4 separate regions of the Mus musculus genome follow, and all the other regions are linked to region 3. Evidence: chromatin contacts called from public Hi-C, HiChIP or PLAC-seq and promoter capture Hi-C data. All regions are on one chromosome and are shown on one strand. The core of a region is the stretch at or near the end of the contact, and the rest is flanking DNA. Distances in the headings are between cores, read along the strand shown.

The links. Promoter capture Hi-C pulls out the DNA fragments that hold promoters and counts their contacts. Hi-C and Micro-C count contacts between places; a contact is called where the count stands out from the background. HiChIP or PLAC-seq counts read pairs in DNA pulled down with a chosen protein or histone mark.
Region 1: an H3K27ac HiChIP or PLAC-seq map of large pre-B cells shows a contact between it and region 3, with 2.8 times the contacts expected there. The contact joins the enhancer-like site here to the promoter of Gtdc1 in region 3. A contact is called at or near these places in 5 of 39 promoter capture datasets (the 3T3-L1 cell line, 3T3-L1-derived adipocytes, the C10 cell line and 2 more) and 3 of 115 datasets of contacts at active chromatin or transcription factors (fibro-adipogenic progenitors, large pre-B cells and pancreatic cancer cells).
Region 2: a promoter capture Hi-C map of liver shows a contact between it and region 3, with 2.7 times the contacts expected there. The contact joins the enhancer-like site here to the promoter of Gtdc1 in region 3. A contact is called at or near these places in 2 of 39 promoter capture datasets (both in liver), 2 of 484 Hi-C or Micro-C datasets (the N1E-115 cell line and uterus) and 2 of 115 datasets of contacts at active chromatin or transcription factors (bone marrow-derived macrophages and heart atrium).
Region 4: a Hi-C map of the G1E-ER4 cell line shows a contact between it and region 3, with 2.8 times the contacts expected there. The contact joins the enhancer-like site here to the promoter of Gtdc1 in region 3. A contact is called at or near these places in 5 of 39 promoter capture datasets (the 3T3-L1 cell line, 3T3-L1-derived adipocytes, frontonasal cranial neural crest and 1 more), 2 of 484 Hi-C or Micro-C datasets (the G1E-ER4 cell line and the N1E-115 cell line) and 4 of 115 datasets of contacts at active chromatin or transcription factors (bone marrow-derived macrophages, embryonic forebrain, embryonic limb bud and 1 more).

Annotation. Positions count from the first base shown.
Region 1 is chr2:45,580,163-45,583,472 of GRCm38.p6, forward strand. Gm30848 (a long non-coding RNA gene) reads left to right here. Exons shown (of 3, transcript XR_374345.3): 3 at 1,021-3,310. Among named protein-coding and RNA genes, the nearest start is that of Gm30848, 9.1 kb to the left of the region's middle. Within about 2 kb of position 1,584, at least 88 of the 459 cell types and tissues checked have an H3K27ac peak or open chromatin away from gene starts, as enhancers often do. A contact at or near this core is called in 3T3-L1-derived adipocytes, fibro-adipogenic progenitors and pancreatic cancer cells, where this site is marked.
Region 2 is chr2:45,513,107-45,516,439 of GRCm38.p6, forward strand. No RefSeq gene overlaps it. Among named protein-coding and RNA genes, the nearest start is that of Gm30792, 23 kb to the right of the region's middle. Within about 2 kb of position 1,880, at least 41 of the 459 cell types and tissues checked have an H3K27ac peak or open chromatin away from gene starts, as enhancers often do. A contact at or near this core is called in the N1E-115 cell line, heart atrium, liver and 1 more, where this site is marked.
Region 3 is chr2:44,925,971-44,929,079 of GRCm38.p6, forward strand. Gtdc1 (glycosyltransferase-like domain containing 1) reads right to left here and starts at 1,266. Exons shown (of 11, transcript NM_001362987.1): 1 at 1,172-1,266.
Region 4 is chr2:44,402,711-44,405,867 of GRCm38.p6, forward strand. No RefSeq gene overlaps it. Among named protein-coding and RNA genes, the nearest start is that of Gm39805, 28 kb to the right of the region's middle. Within about 2 kb of position 1,336, at least 1 of the 459 cell types and tissues checked has an H3K27ac peak or open chromatin away from gene starts, as enhancers often do. A contact at or near this core is called in the G1E-ER4 cell line, where this site is marked.

The sequences.
Region 1 (3,310 bases), core at 334-2,833, 650 kb after region 3:
CTGCTGCCTGATTTATGTGTCCTTTTATAGTGCTCCGGGCAATTTAAATATACAGCCAGAGTTGAGGACAAATGAACCTTAGTCCATCTGGATGAGGTGTGGAGCCTTGGTTTACTGGGTGTTCACCGAGGCTCGTCTTCCCAAACAGTGGAACCTACTAGACTCTTCCCTTTGCTCTGACTGTGGAAACAGTCAAGGAAGTCGGAAGAATTAATGATTATTTTATTAATACTAATATTATTATTATTGTTAAGCTGTAGGAGCAGCTAGCACATTCTAACCCTGAGGCTCTTTCTCTACTTCTTACCATTAGGCTTTAGAATTCTTACAAGTCATTTAAAGAAGGAAAGATCGTACACCGGGAACCTGTCCCTAAACTTTACCTCCAGTGTTTATTTAGTTTATTTAGTTATTAATTTTCTGGGTCCAGTTGCATTATTAGTTTAGGTAAAAGTGAATACATTTTGTGGTACCTATGAATAGATAATTCAAATAATTTAGGTAATTAACTAGAGTTACCCCTTCAAAGTCAGCCTGGCGATAATATCATTAAAGGTACACAGGTAACTGGAAGCTGGAGTTTTCAGCATTGCACTTCTTGGGCTGGGTAATTGCCTCTTTCCCCATCCTGTCTTTCTAATTTGCTATGCAAACAAAACCAAAACAAACCAAAAAATAAAATGAAAAGAACAAAAAGCAACTTCTTGGCTTGATTTTTTTTTTGTCAATGTATGTATCAATACTTAAAAGACAGAACTGTTAAGGTGATAGCAATTCAAGATAGGACAGTGCAATTCAAAACACACCAAAAAGATAACAGATTTAGTGAAATTGACATATGTTAGTGATTATGCAATCATTCATTTCCCACAGATTTCTTTTTATAGGAAACTTTGGAAAATCCCAGAAGAACTGACCGAGTCACTTAAACCACAACAGGTTTCTTTCAACATCAAAACCATGAGTAGGAGTGGGAGAGGAATAATTTAGCTTTTTCTTTCTTTTTTTTTTTTTCTTAAGGACAAGGACAGCCTGGTTCTGACTGTGCAAAGCTGCGGCTTTGCCTCCAGTGGATGCCTTTGGAGCAGCAGATCTGACTTCCTCCTCCAACCAAGGAGTCCTAAAAACATCCAAGCAAAGGAAGCATATTTTCCCCATGACATGAGAAAGGGCCACAGAGATCTAAATGAAAACGGACATTTCACCCGAGTGACTGTTTGTATCTCACCTTGGCTGTGTGCCTAATTCAACAGGCACTTAGGTGGCTGAAGAGGGAATTTTTCGTTACCATGAATCCAGCCCCGGGTTGGACAGAGAGCCTTTTGACAGCAGGCCGAGTTCCTTGTGCTCGCTGGCAAAATGACCACATTTCTCTTCCAGTTGTTGTAGGGGTTTGAAAAAATCCCTCACTTCCTGGCAAAAGTTTTCTTTCTCCAGGAGATAAAGGCAAGGCTTCTTCCGCCTACCCATAGAATACTTCTATCACCTCAGAAACAGTTTTCAGCAAGGCAGGGTTGCTTGAACACTCATGTTAGCTCTCCACGGACTCTCGACAGCTGGCTGATGACCAAAGAGTCTCAGGGAAGTACTCCCTTCTCTGATTGTCCATGTCAGTGGGAGTCTGCGGGCTGTCATCAGAAAGTTCATCTTACATGTATGACTATGGGGCCTGTGTGTGTTCAAATATATATGTCTGAGGTATGGGCAGAGTGCCTAGTTTGAAGCTTTTATGCATACTCAAGAACCATGACTGAGAAGGCCAGAGCAGAATGAAGGTAACACTCACTCTTTTGTTGCTCCCTAGGAAGTACCATGACTTCTTTGGTGATGGGAGTCTAGTGTAGCAATATAGACATACCACTGCCTTATTCAGAAATAGACAACACAACTTACCCTGGTGGCAAAATGAATCAACACAATCCTTCTCAGTGACATTTTAGCAAAGTAAGTTGAGAACTTTAAAATGCCATATCTCTACTTTGGAATTGTTTTTAAGTTTAAACAACACAAAATACAGTGTAGACACTGTAGTTTAAAATAGGATGTCCTGGTGAGTTTTGTTCAACTGGACACGAATCAGAGTCATTTGGGAAGAGCAAAACTCAGTTGAGAAAATGCCCACAGCAGATTGGTCTGTAGGACATTTGTTTGGATGGTGATTATTGTAGAAGGGCCCATCCGCTTATGGGCAGTGCTACCTCACCTGGACAGGTGGTCCTGGGAATATAAGAAAGCAGGCTGAGCAAGCCTTGGGGAGTAAGTGTAAGCCATGTTCTTCTAAGGCTTCTGTTTCAGTTTCTAGCTTCAGGTATCTGCTGCTAATGAAGGTGCAATACCAGAGTAGAAGCCTTGAAGGGGTCATCAAGAGAAGCTGAGAAGTGTTAGAGCCAGTGAACTGAGCCCAGTAGAGGCTATGTGTGAAGGTACAGTCCAGGTACAACAGAGACCCCTGCAATTTGGAGATGGCAGTAGCATGGGACAATGTTCAAACCTGCAGCAGGTGTGAAGGGTGGTTGGCCTGAGCCTATGAGAGAAGCTGTGTGTGCTGTCCATGGCAGAGCCAGAGTGCTGGATCAGCAGATCTGAGACCAAGAAGTCTGTCACTGAGGTATCCACTGTTGGTCTTTAGCTTTGCTCTGTTTTGAATGTAACTCTGCCCTGGTGCTTTCCTCTTGAAATGAAAAAGTATGTAACTTATCTTTGATTTTTACCTGAGCTTATTGTGGAGAGGCTTTGAACTCTGAAAGGAAGTTTGGATATTTATAAAAATATTCCACTTTCCTTTTTTCAGTTTTAACATTTTATTGGGTAAATGGTTTTAAAGGTGATAGCCATAGTGTCAAAACTACTACAATGTCTTTTCACAGACATACCTTACAGACCCACATAAACCTTTTCATATTTTTGTCCTTTTTTGTTCATTTTTAATATTTTAAAGCCATACATGTCATATAAAATGCCCACTTCCAATAAGTTCTTCAAACTAGTAAGCAATTCAGTGTGGAAGCGGGGAGGACCTTGTTATAATGAAGGGGTTTTAGATAAAGTGATTGAATTTTTAAAGACTGGGGAACTATTAGCAGTTGGAATGTTCCTTACATTGTGATACTGATACTAATATGAGAGGTTTGGAGATAAATAGAAAAGGAAATGTAATGTTAGTAGTATGTTTGAGTGTCAAGTTGACATGGGTTAAAGTGTCCTAGGTAGTTTTTTGGTAACTTGACATTTGCTGGAGTCATTTGAGAAAGAGGAATGTCAACTGAAGGAATGGTCCCAGTAAGTCACCCTGTAGGCAAGCCTGTGGGTC
Region 2 (3,333 bases), core at 630-3,129, 590 kb after region 3:
TAACACACTGACCACAGTTCAGCACTGTGGGAATTTCAAAATCAATGCTTAAAAGAATTAAATACATTCTCCTCTATTTTTCACTCATTCCTGTTCTATCTTAACTCCTCACATTCTTCTTTAGGGCCTGACTTGACAAATCCCCAAATGACAAAGATTAAGAGGGTACCTGTGTTAATTATGAAGTAGCAGAGCTGGAGATCGATGCAGGCAGTTTAGAAGTGACTCCCACATCCTCAGTTCTGTGTCTCCCTGTGTCTGTAACTTGGGAGAGTTTCTTTCCATCCGTAAACGTCATAACATTTGGTCTCACTTGTGTGGTGACCGTGAAGCTGGAACTTGTCCTCCAAATAAGGCAAACTGAAAAACGTGCTTAGCTTATAGATGAGCACACCCTTTGTTCAGTGGCCCTTATGGATGGAGTTCTAGGTTACAGTCATAGGAAGTGCATCACATATATGCAATACATCCAACACTTAATGACCTACTTTTGTAAATTATGGATTGGTTCAAATATGTACTATTTAGTGAATAAAAACTATTTGTTTTATGATAGTGAATTTATAGGATTGCATACTTCAGTGCCAATGTGGAAAACTCTAAATCAACTGGTTTGTTTGTTTGTTTGTTTGTTTATTTAGTATCATAATACAGTATTTAAAGATGACCCACTTTGCTTTAAAAGTGTATAAGCTCTAAGGCATCTCAGTGTACTTGGGACTGTGTTACCTGTTCTTCTCTTCAAATTACTGTCTGCATGATTGTCACTGTCTCCCGGTTCCACAAAGAACTCCTTGATGACATTTATCAGCCTCCGTTTTTAGACATGATTTCATTAAAAGCCATTCTCCTATAGTCGTTGTGCTCTCTCTGTTTAATGTGGTCTGTAGAGTTCATCAGATGTATGTGTTAATGGCATCAGCTGGGTTCAGGTTTCACTATAGCTGAACCTCTCTATTGTTAATCACTTAGCTAACATATGTCAATATCATAGTATGGAATGACACTCTCTGCAGCTCCTTTATATTCCTGTCACTGCCCTTTCTGAAAGATTAGAAAAGTATCGATTATCATTGTTAATTCAGAAGTGGTGGGTATGTGTTGGCTTCCCCTCACTAGAATACAACAGCACTCAACTTGGGTTAGAACCTTTCAACTTGCTCAGCCTTTTTTAGTGATTTTTTCTTCAGTCCTTCCTTTTCTCTCTTCGTTTGCTACTTTCACATGCAAAAACCAGGGGCTTGCAATTCCAAAAGAGGAGAGATGTTTATATCTTTCTACTTCAAGTCACATCCAACATTTCTCATCTTGAAGTGGCACAGCTAGGAGTAATCTTTGTTTGCTTTCTGCAGTGTTATCGCTCCCTGGGGACACACAGGGAGTCTAAGACTGGGTGGGAAAATGTTGTAGATTTGTACAGGATGTATATTGCACTTTAGAATTTTTGGCATACTGAGATAATTTTGATCCTCATATCTTATATTTGGTGTCCTTTGATAGCTTAGAGTTGAATAAAGTCTCTCTCTCTCTCTCTCTCTCTCTCTCTCTCTCTCTCTCTCTCTCTCTCATTCTTACTCTGTCCTCTTTAAGTCTGATGTCATTGTAAACAGAAAGATGAGGGCCTAATATTGAAGGGCTGCTAGCTTCAGGGTGAGTGGTGGGCTCAGCAGAGTGTGATGGTAGAGAGTCATTCCACTTCAAGGAGGATACTGCCCAATTTTTTAAACTTAATAGGATTAGTCATGGGAACTATTTTTAGCAGAAGTTCAACTTTATCCATGTATTTTAATGTGGGAAAATTGTGTCCTTTTCCCTCTGCTAATGTTTGATGTATTCCAGCCCTCCTGTGAGTGTGTTTGAGTATCTTAGGGGATCTGGAGTGGAGGAGAACTTCCTCTCAGATTCTCTCTGTTTTCTTTCGGGAAAATGACATTCCAAAGCTGTTTCACTTTCTGACAGGAAGTGGAGCCTTGCCAAAAATGATTAAAGTCCAAGAAAACATAACAGCCCCAAAGCTGCCGCAGTTCTTTAGGAGCCCAAGTTTGACATTGTGTCAAACAAACATGAAATATTGTTTAATAAATTTGAATAATACAGAGATAGGGGAAAATCATTCTTGGCTTATAGCAGTAGTGCTTTGTATTGAGTATGTAAAAGACTACCTACTCCTAACAAATTGAAATTAATACGTGAATACTCTTGTGTAAAGTTATCCCAGCTTGTGACTTCCTCTGTTATACTAGTTATCTATAAGAGGGAAAAAAAACTTGTCTGAATTATGTGTAAGTTCAAACAATTATGCATAGTGTTCAGGGAAATAACTCTGATAGTGCAATCCACCCCTCTCGTAGTACATAGTTTTCAAGAAAATATAAAAGGTACACAGTGGATTCATTGATAAATTCATTTATAACAAAAGAGTTTTATTAAAAGGGGTTAGATAATAACTTAAACTTAAGTTGATATTTGGAAAAATAAACCACCAAAACTTTATACAATTTCACTATATTCCCACCCAAGATAATTATGACCTTCCTCTATCAAATAAAGCTAAAAAAGAAAAAAAAACCCATAAACTTCTCTTATTAAAAAACTAACACCTCTTTTTTTTTAAAAAAAAAAAAGGAAAAGTTTAAAATACTGGACTTAAAACACACCTGAAAACTTAATCCTTATATTAAAAATTCTTATTTCTGTTATCTTTGATGTTACTATTCCAGGTGTATATTTGAAATATATGTTTTAATGAAAACTATTCAGTAATTTCTGTACTCACAGACACTCAACAAATCCCACAATTCATGATCACTATTTAGACATGTTAAATTGATTAGAGAAGTCATTCACTGTCATTGGGTACCATTTGTCACTTCATAAACAGCTGCAGTGTGCTGCCTCCAAATGCAGAAGGACCAACAAATAAATCACATCAAATGGTGGGAGTAGATGCTATCCTTTCATCTATAATTGGTATAGCCCTTTTCTGTCACATTTGCTCATTCTTATGATTCTAGTGTGGATTGACAGACAGGGAAAGGGCAGCCTCTGTCAAAGATGTTCAGAGAGTGTGTGTTCGGGTGATGTACCTGCTAATAGATATCCATCATAATATTACATTAATGTCACCATGCATCAAACATACAACTTACCCATCTAGGTATCTGATGTTAGACCCATAAGGATCTGTTCCCACAGGAAATAAGCTCTTAGCTTTGACAGGAAATTGATAGATGTCAAAGCAAAAACATGATTTACAGATACAAAGGAAAATAAGTGTACATTGCACATACCATTCCAGTGTGTGTAACTATAAAATTAGAAAGTTTAATTTCA
Region 3 (3,109 bases), core at 16-2,515:
GAACAGAAGTAAAGACACTGTGTTGCTATAAAGTGTATTCGTAGGTATGGTTTAAGTTTGTCGGAGTATCCTGATTCAAAATGTGTTTCCCCAATCCTCAATATTAAACTGTTTCATTAAATACAGAACAAGACCCTAAGGACAACAGTGTATAATTCTTCTCAGTTGAAGCTGAGAATCTATTTCACATCAAAACCTGGAATGTACTAATGAAAATTCAGTATCTCACTGGGTATGTGGGTTCCAACATGAAACTCTTGTCACTGATAAAGCTTAAGGTAAACGGGTTAATAAGACACAATAAAATGGCTCTGTTGAGTTATACTGCCTTTTCCCCCACAGCAGTTCCTTTACCTAACCACTACAGTAAGCTTTAAAGTCAACTTCAGGGGTGCTAAGTCACGCAAGCTGGGCACAGAGGGGACGATGATCCTCAGCGTGGAGAACGATCGCCTTCAATTCACGTTTTCCATTTCCTTAACTGTGATACAGATGGGAGGGAAAATGTAAGCCCTTTCCTTTGAACTTCCCAGGGCCTCAAGGCACTAACTTTAAGAATTATTTCAAAGCTTATCCAATGAGGGGTAGTTCTACGACTGTAAAAGTTGCACGAGCCCCGCGAAGTGGGAATTGGGGTGCAGACGCTGCCTATCGCGAGATCGAGGGTTAAACTGATTTATTAATGCAACTTTGCTGTCGTTCGGTTAGTTGTAAAGACTTATTAACTCCAAGAGCCCTTCCTCGCTTTAGAAAGCCCCGTCAGGCGGGATCCTGCGGAAACATCAGGCCTATGCCGAATCCTCTAATGAGGGGCCGCGAGGTGTTGGGTCTCGCCGCCTGAGGTGGATCCCGAGTAGGAAAGCGCAGGCCAGGCCTTGCTGCGCGGGAGCCATGGCACGATGTCCCAGTGTCCGCCTGGACTCTGCCCTTCCCAAGCTCCGCGCTAGGGAAAAGCATCGCCCGGGGCCACAGCGCGGCCGGGCAGAGCAGGAGGCCGCGCGTGCGCCCGGGAAGCGCGGCCCCGGCTCCGCCCTCCTCCCCCTCCGCTCCTCGCGGCCGCCGCCCCACTGGGAACTCCGCGCGGCGCGGCCCCGCGAGGCGGGCGCCGGGAGGGAGGGGCCGCGCTCCCCGCCTCCCGCGGCCAGCGCAGCTCCCAGCCAAGGCGACTCACCTCCTCCTCCTCCTCCTCCTCTCCTCCTCCTCCTCCACGGCTCCCTCCAGGCCACCGACAGCCCAGCTGGCGACGCGCTGACGCCGAGCCCCTCCCCCGCGGCCGCCACCGAGGCCGCAGCCCCTCCCCGCTGCGGCTGCCGCGGCCTTGGGGCGCGTCAGGCGCCGGCCCCGCCCTCGCCCCGCCCCTCCCCGCCCACAAGCCTGAGGCTCCGCCCCCGGACGGCGGCCTCCACGCCTAGTCGGTGACTCAGAGGACGCGCGGTGCTGGGCGAACTCTCCACGGTGGCGCGGCTCCTCACACCTGCTCTCCGCCCACGGGCCCCGCGTACGCTTTCCAGTCAGGCCAGCGCCCCCGCCGCCCCTTCGGCTTTTCCGTACTCTCTCTCACTCCTCTGGTCGCTGCCTCCGCTCGCTCGCGCTGCGGCCTTCTCTTCCCCTGAGAGGTCTGGGGGCTGACTCACCGGCTCGCACGTTCTCAGGCAGGTGGCTAGCCGGCACCTGTAGTCCCCTTCCCTGTCCTTCCGGGCGCGCCTAAGCCTCGGGGACCCCGCAAGGCGAGTGCACACCCTCCTGCAGGTATTGGTCAGCACGCCCCGCTTTCCCCCCCCCCCCCCTCGGAATTCTTGCGGGACCTCTCCTAGCCGATGCTGGCGTTTCCTGTACTTAACTTATATGCAGCCTTTTGGCTGTCGAGACTATACGTATTACAGATGCATCTTAGAGTATTAATAATAACATATCTGCGGTCCCCACAAGAGCAGCTACAGAGCAATTAAAAGTCAGAAAGAATCCAAGAAAGTCTAAATGGTTTCTATTAAAAATAGGAATTTATCTCCCTTACATTTCTGTGAGTCTGAATTAGTGATTTCGTATTTGGGATCACGTTGTGGATTAAATGATTCATGCAAAGACAGAACATGCAACGGTAGGTCTATGCTTTTATCTGGTAACTTCATTTTTAAAGCTACAACTTGGAACAGACTGTAGTGCAGAAATGCATTAAGCATACCAAAATAACAGAGCCTGATTAGGCCTTTGGAGTTACAACCACAAGTTGCTTAAAGTTATGTGAGAAAACATTGTTATCCTTAAATTGAACAGTGAAAACGATCTTCTGTTCTAAACAAAGCCCACACTCTATGTGGACCTCCAAAGCTTAAAACCTCTGTTGACTTGAACAACAGTATCCCGAGCATTTAAAAAGCCTAATAAACCATCTGTCCATCTACTTTTACACAAATTGGGAAACACAAAAAAAGTGAATGCAGAAAGCTGAAAATGAGAATTCCAAATGGCAAATGGATCTAGTAAATCCTTTTTCACAGAATAAAATATTGGGGAAAAGCCCAAAGCCTACTATTATTCATCAATCTGGAAAAAGCCATAATTTTATACATGAATTGTATACTTAAGATCACCGGGAGTCTTTATTATTATTTTGCTGATTAAGATCTGAAGTCCAGAGAAAATGAGTTGCCTAGCCAATATGCCCAGATTTCCCAAGACCTGTCTCACATACTTGTCAGCATAGGATTTAGAGCTACAAGCATAAAGTCACTTAAGGTCCAAATTCGTTGACATTGAGGCTCTGTCTCAGTATCCGTGGTCTGTGAGTGTGAGCTTAGGTAATGCTGTCAGAAGCCATCTCACCCTAGTATGTTCAAGGATTCTTGTTATGCAACTTGCATCTCTCAGTCAGGGATCATCTGCATGATCTCAGTGACATCTGGCCCCGGCTCTGGAACCTTGGTCCAACCAAGCACATTCATCCTCAGAGGGGCCAAAGGCTGTGCCTGATTAAAAGAGTTATGAAATCTCTATTGTCAAGAAAATTACAACATTATTGGTGAGGTAAAATATGAGGCATGAAATGATAATTCAACACTAATAATCAAGGACTCAACAGTAATTTCCAAAATGTTAAGTGGGGAAATGA
Region 4 (3,157 bases), core at 86-2,585, 520 kb before region 3:
GATTCTGAAACGTGTATTTTGCTTTTTATTTGTTGTTTTTCTTTTTATTTGAGCCTGCTGTTTGCTCATCTTAAATCCAATTTTCTAATTAAATTTAAACAAAGTCTAATTTAAACAGGAAAAAAATTAGGGTAATACTTTTCAGCAGACTTCTGGAAACATGCATTCACCATTCTAGAATTACTTCTGTTTCTTGACCTCATTGGGGGACTTTCCTTGTACCTATCACTTCCTCAGTGGCCTTATTATAATTCATTTATTGTGTCAATCAGGTAGCCAGTCTCTCAGCCAGCTGGTCAACCTATATCTACTATGAGCCTTAATTGGGTACTGCAGTGTTTTTGCATAGTGAAGATACAGACAAGATTAAGTCAGAAAAGATCACCGCCTTCAAACATCTTAGAACGCACTTGGATGGATAAATTATTGAACAAATAAACAAGATAGTCTCAGCATATGTTATTTCCTAACAAAATGAAGACATCACTTCATGAAAGCAAGAAGTGTAGTGATTTGACAACTGCTTCAGGAAGGGTAGTCAGGGGGCCTCTCTAGGGAGTGTATGCTTTCAAATGGGAATTTTAGCAACAATTGTGAAATGGGCAATGTGAAACTGCTGGGAGTGAGCCCTTCATGCAAAGAAAACACAAAGAGCAAAAAGAACTCACTCACTCTCGGTCAAGACACCATGAAAGTCAGGGATAATGACAGCATGAGCAAGAAGGAAAGCAATGGGGGGTGGAAATGGTTGATCCAGGTCAATGATGGGGTATAAATCGAGGTGCTACTTCAACTTCTTGGTTTAAGATGCCAGATGGTAGTGACATTTACTGATATGGAGGAGATTGAGAGAGAAGATAGCTTATGGAGGCAGGAAATGAAGATGTCCTACTGTTTTAAACACTTTAACTTTGAGACGATATGATGTTTAACACATCCCCTACAGGGCACTGAGTAAGCAGTATGCATGTGCCTCATGGGGGAGGGAGAGAGGGGGGGAGGGAGACGGAGAGGGAGAGGGAGAGGGAGAGAGAGGGGGGGAGGGGGACGGAGAGGGAGAGGGAGAGGGAGAGGGAGAGGGAGAGGGAGAGAGAGAGAGAGAGAGAGAGAGAGAGAGAGAGAGAGAGAGAAGCACATAGCTATGACATAAATTCATGCGACCAAGTTAGTTTGTGGAGCAGGAGAAAGAAGAGCACAAAGTGGTACTGATCAATGAACATGCCAAACCCACAAGGCTTCAACCCTAAACAGAGAACAACTGAGCAAAACTGGCAACAGCAGAGGTGGTCTTCCCCAGGGAAGAGCATAGCAGTTGGCTTCCAGTGCCCATCAGCCCTGAGAACATATAGAGGTAACATAGACCAACAGGTTAGATTTAGGAATATATATGCAAATATATTGTATTTGCATGCAATAACAATTGATGAAAAATGAGACTATGAATGTGCAGGAGAGTTGGGAGGAAAATATGGGAGGAAAGACAAGGGGAAAATCTTGAAAGCAATGTGTACAACAAAACAAGAAAATATGGTCTAGGACTACTACTGTAATCATGCCAACTTTTCAGTGAGGAAAAAATAAGGGACAATTGAAAATTACTAGAAAATAACCAGAAAGGTTAGGAAAGCCCTCTGGTAATCTCATGTGTCTTTGTCATGACAAGTACTCTTGCAATGGAAAGAGAAACAGACAGTCCAGGTAGGATCTAGGACAGTAAGACAAAAAATAAGTATGAAGCAGAGTCAAGAACATGTTACGGCATTTCCTTTGAAGAAGAGGAGAGACATGAAATACAGGAAAGATGCATGGAGTGAACAGAGGTTTGTCTTACTATGAAAGATGCACCAGTATTTTTGTGCTAATTAGACCTAGACTAGAAGAGAAAGAAAATGACACAGAGAGAGCCACAGTAGAATTTAAGTCCTAAAGAACCTAGCACAAAAGAAAAAAAAAATATGCAAAGAACATGAGACAGATATGTCCAGCTAGGTCAGAGGACAAGCAACAGGAAGATTAGGAAAGACCTCTGATTAGCTCTTTTTTTTCCCCAATGGTTTGTAGGGTCACAAGTCAACAATGAAACACTGGGGAAGGATGGGATACGCTAAGTAAGAGAAAATAAAGGAAAATATTTTTACAGGTTGTAAGGAAGTCCCTGGAGGAAGCCTAATTGAGTGCAAGCTGCAAAAAACTTCATTTCATTTGTTTCCTGTTCTCTCTGGTTCTAAACAAAGTTGGCATTCCATTTTTTAAAAATGTGCTATAGGATCAAATGAAGGAAGAAAGAGGAGAAAAGGTGGACCTTGTGTTACATAAAGGCTAATTCGTTGCACCAACTTAACAGAGGAAAGCAGGAGCAATTATGTTCAGAGAAGGTAAGTAGAAAAATCATTTATTTTTAGGTGTGTGTACGTGTGTGAGACAGGGGAGGGAGGGAAAGAGAAAGCGAGAGAGGGAGAGAGAGAGCGAGAGAGAGGGGGAGAGAGAGGGGGAGGAGAGAGAGAGAGAGAGAGAGAGAGAGAGAGAGAGAGAGAGAGAGAGAGAGAATGTGATTGCAAGTGTCCATAGAGTGGAGAAAGGTATATTAGTTCCCCTGGAGCTGGAGACACAGGCAGGGTCATGACACCAGACACATTTGGTGGGAACTGAACTGAGGTTCCCTACAAAAGTAGTTCACACTCTTAACTGTTGAGTCATTTCTCTTAGTAATAGATTTTTATGTCTAATTGATACTGGATGGAATATGATAAAGTAAAAGAGTGATTTCTTTTGTCAATGAATATATATATCTGAAGGAAATGGGGAAAAGTATATATTTGTATAGCAAATACACCAAATGGGAGGTGAAGGGAAGAAGAAGTGATAAGCAAAAATTAAACCTAGATTAAAATTAGTTGAGAAAATAACTATTAGAAGAAATATCTAAGGGCTAAGAGGAGGCTAAGGTATAGAAAGACTCATCTGCTTGGGTTTGGTTTGGCTTGGTTTGGTTTGGTTTGGTTTGGTTTTTCAGCAAAGGTCTACACTGAACCTCTTTTTTTATTTTTGTTTTCCTTTTATTGGATATTTTCTTTATTTACACTTTGAATGTTATCCTCTTTCCAGGTTTTCCATCCAGAAACCCCCTATCCCATCCTCCCTCACCCTGCCTCTATGA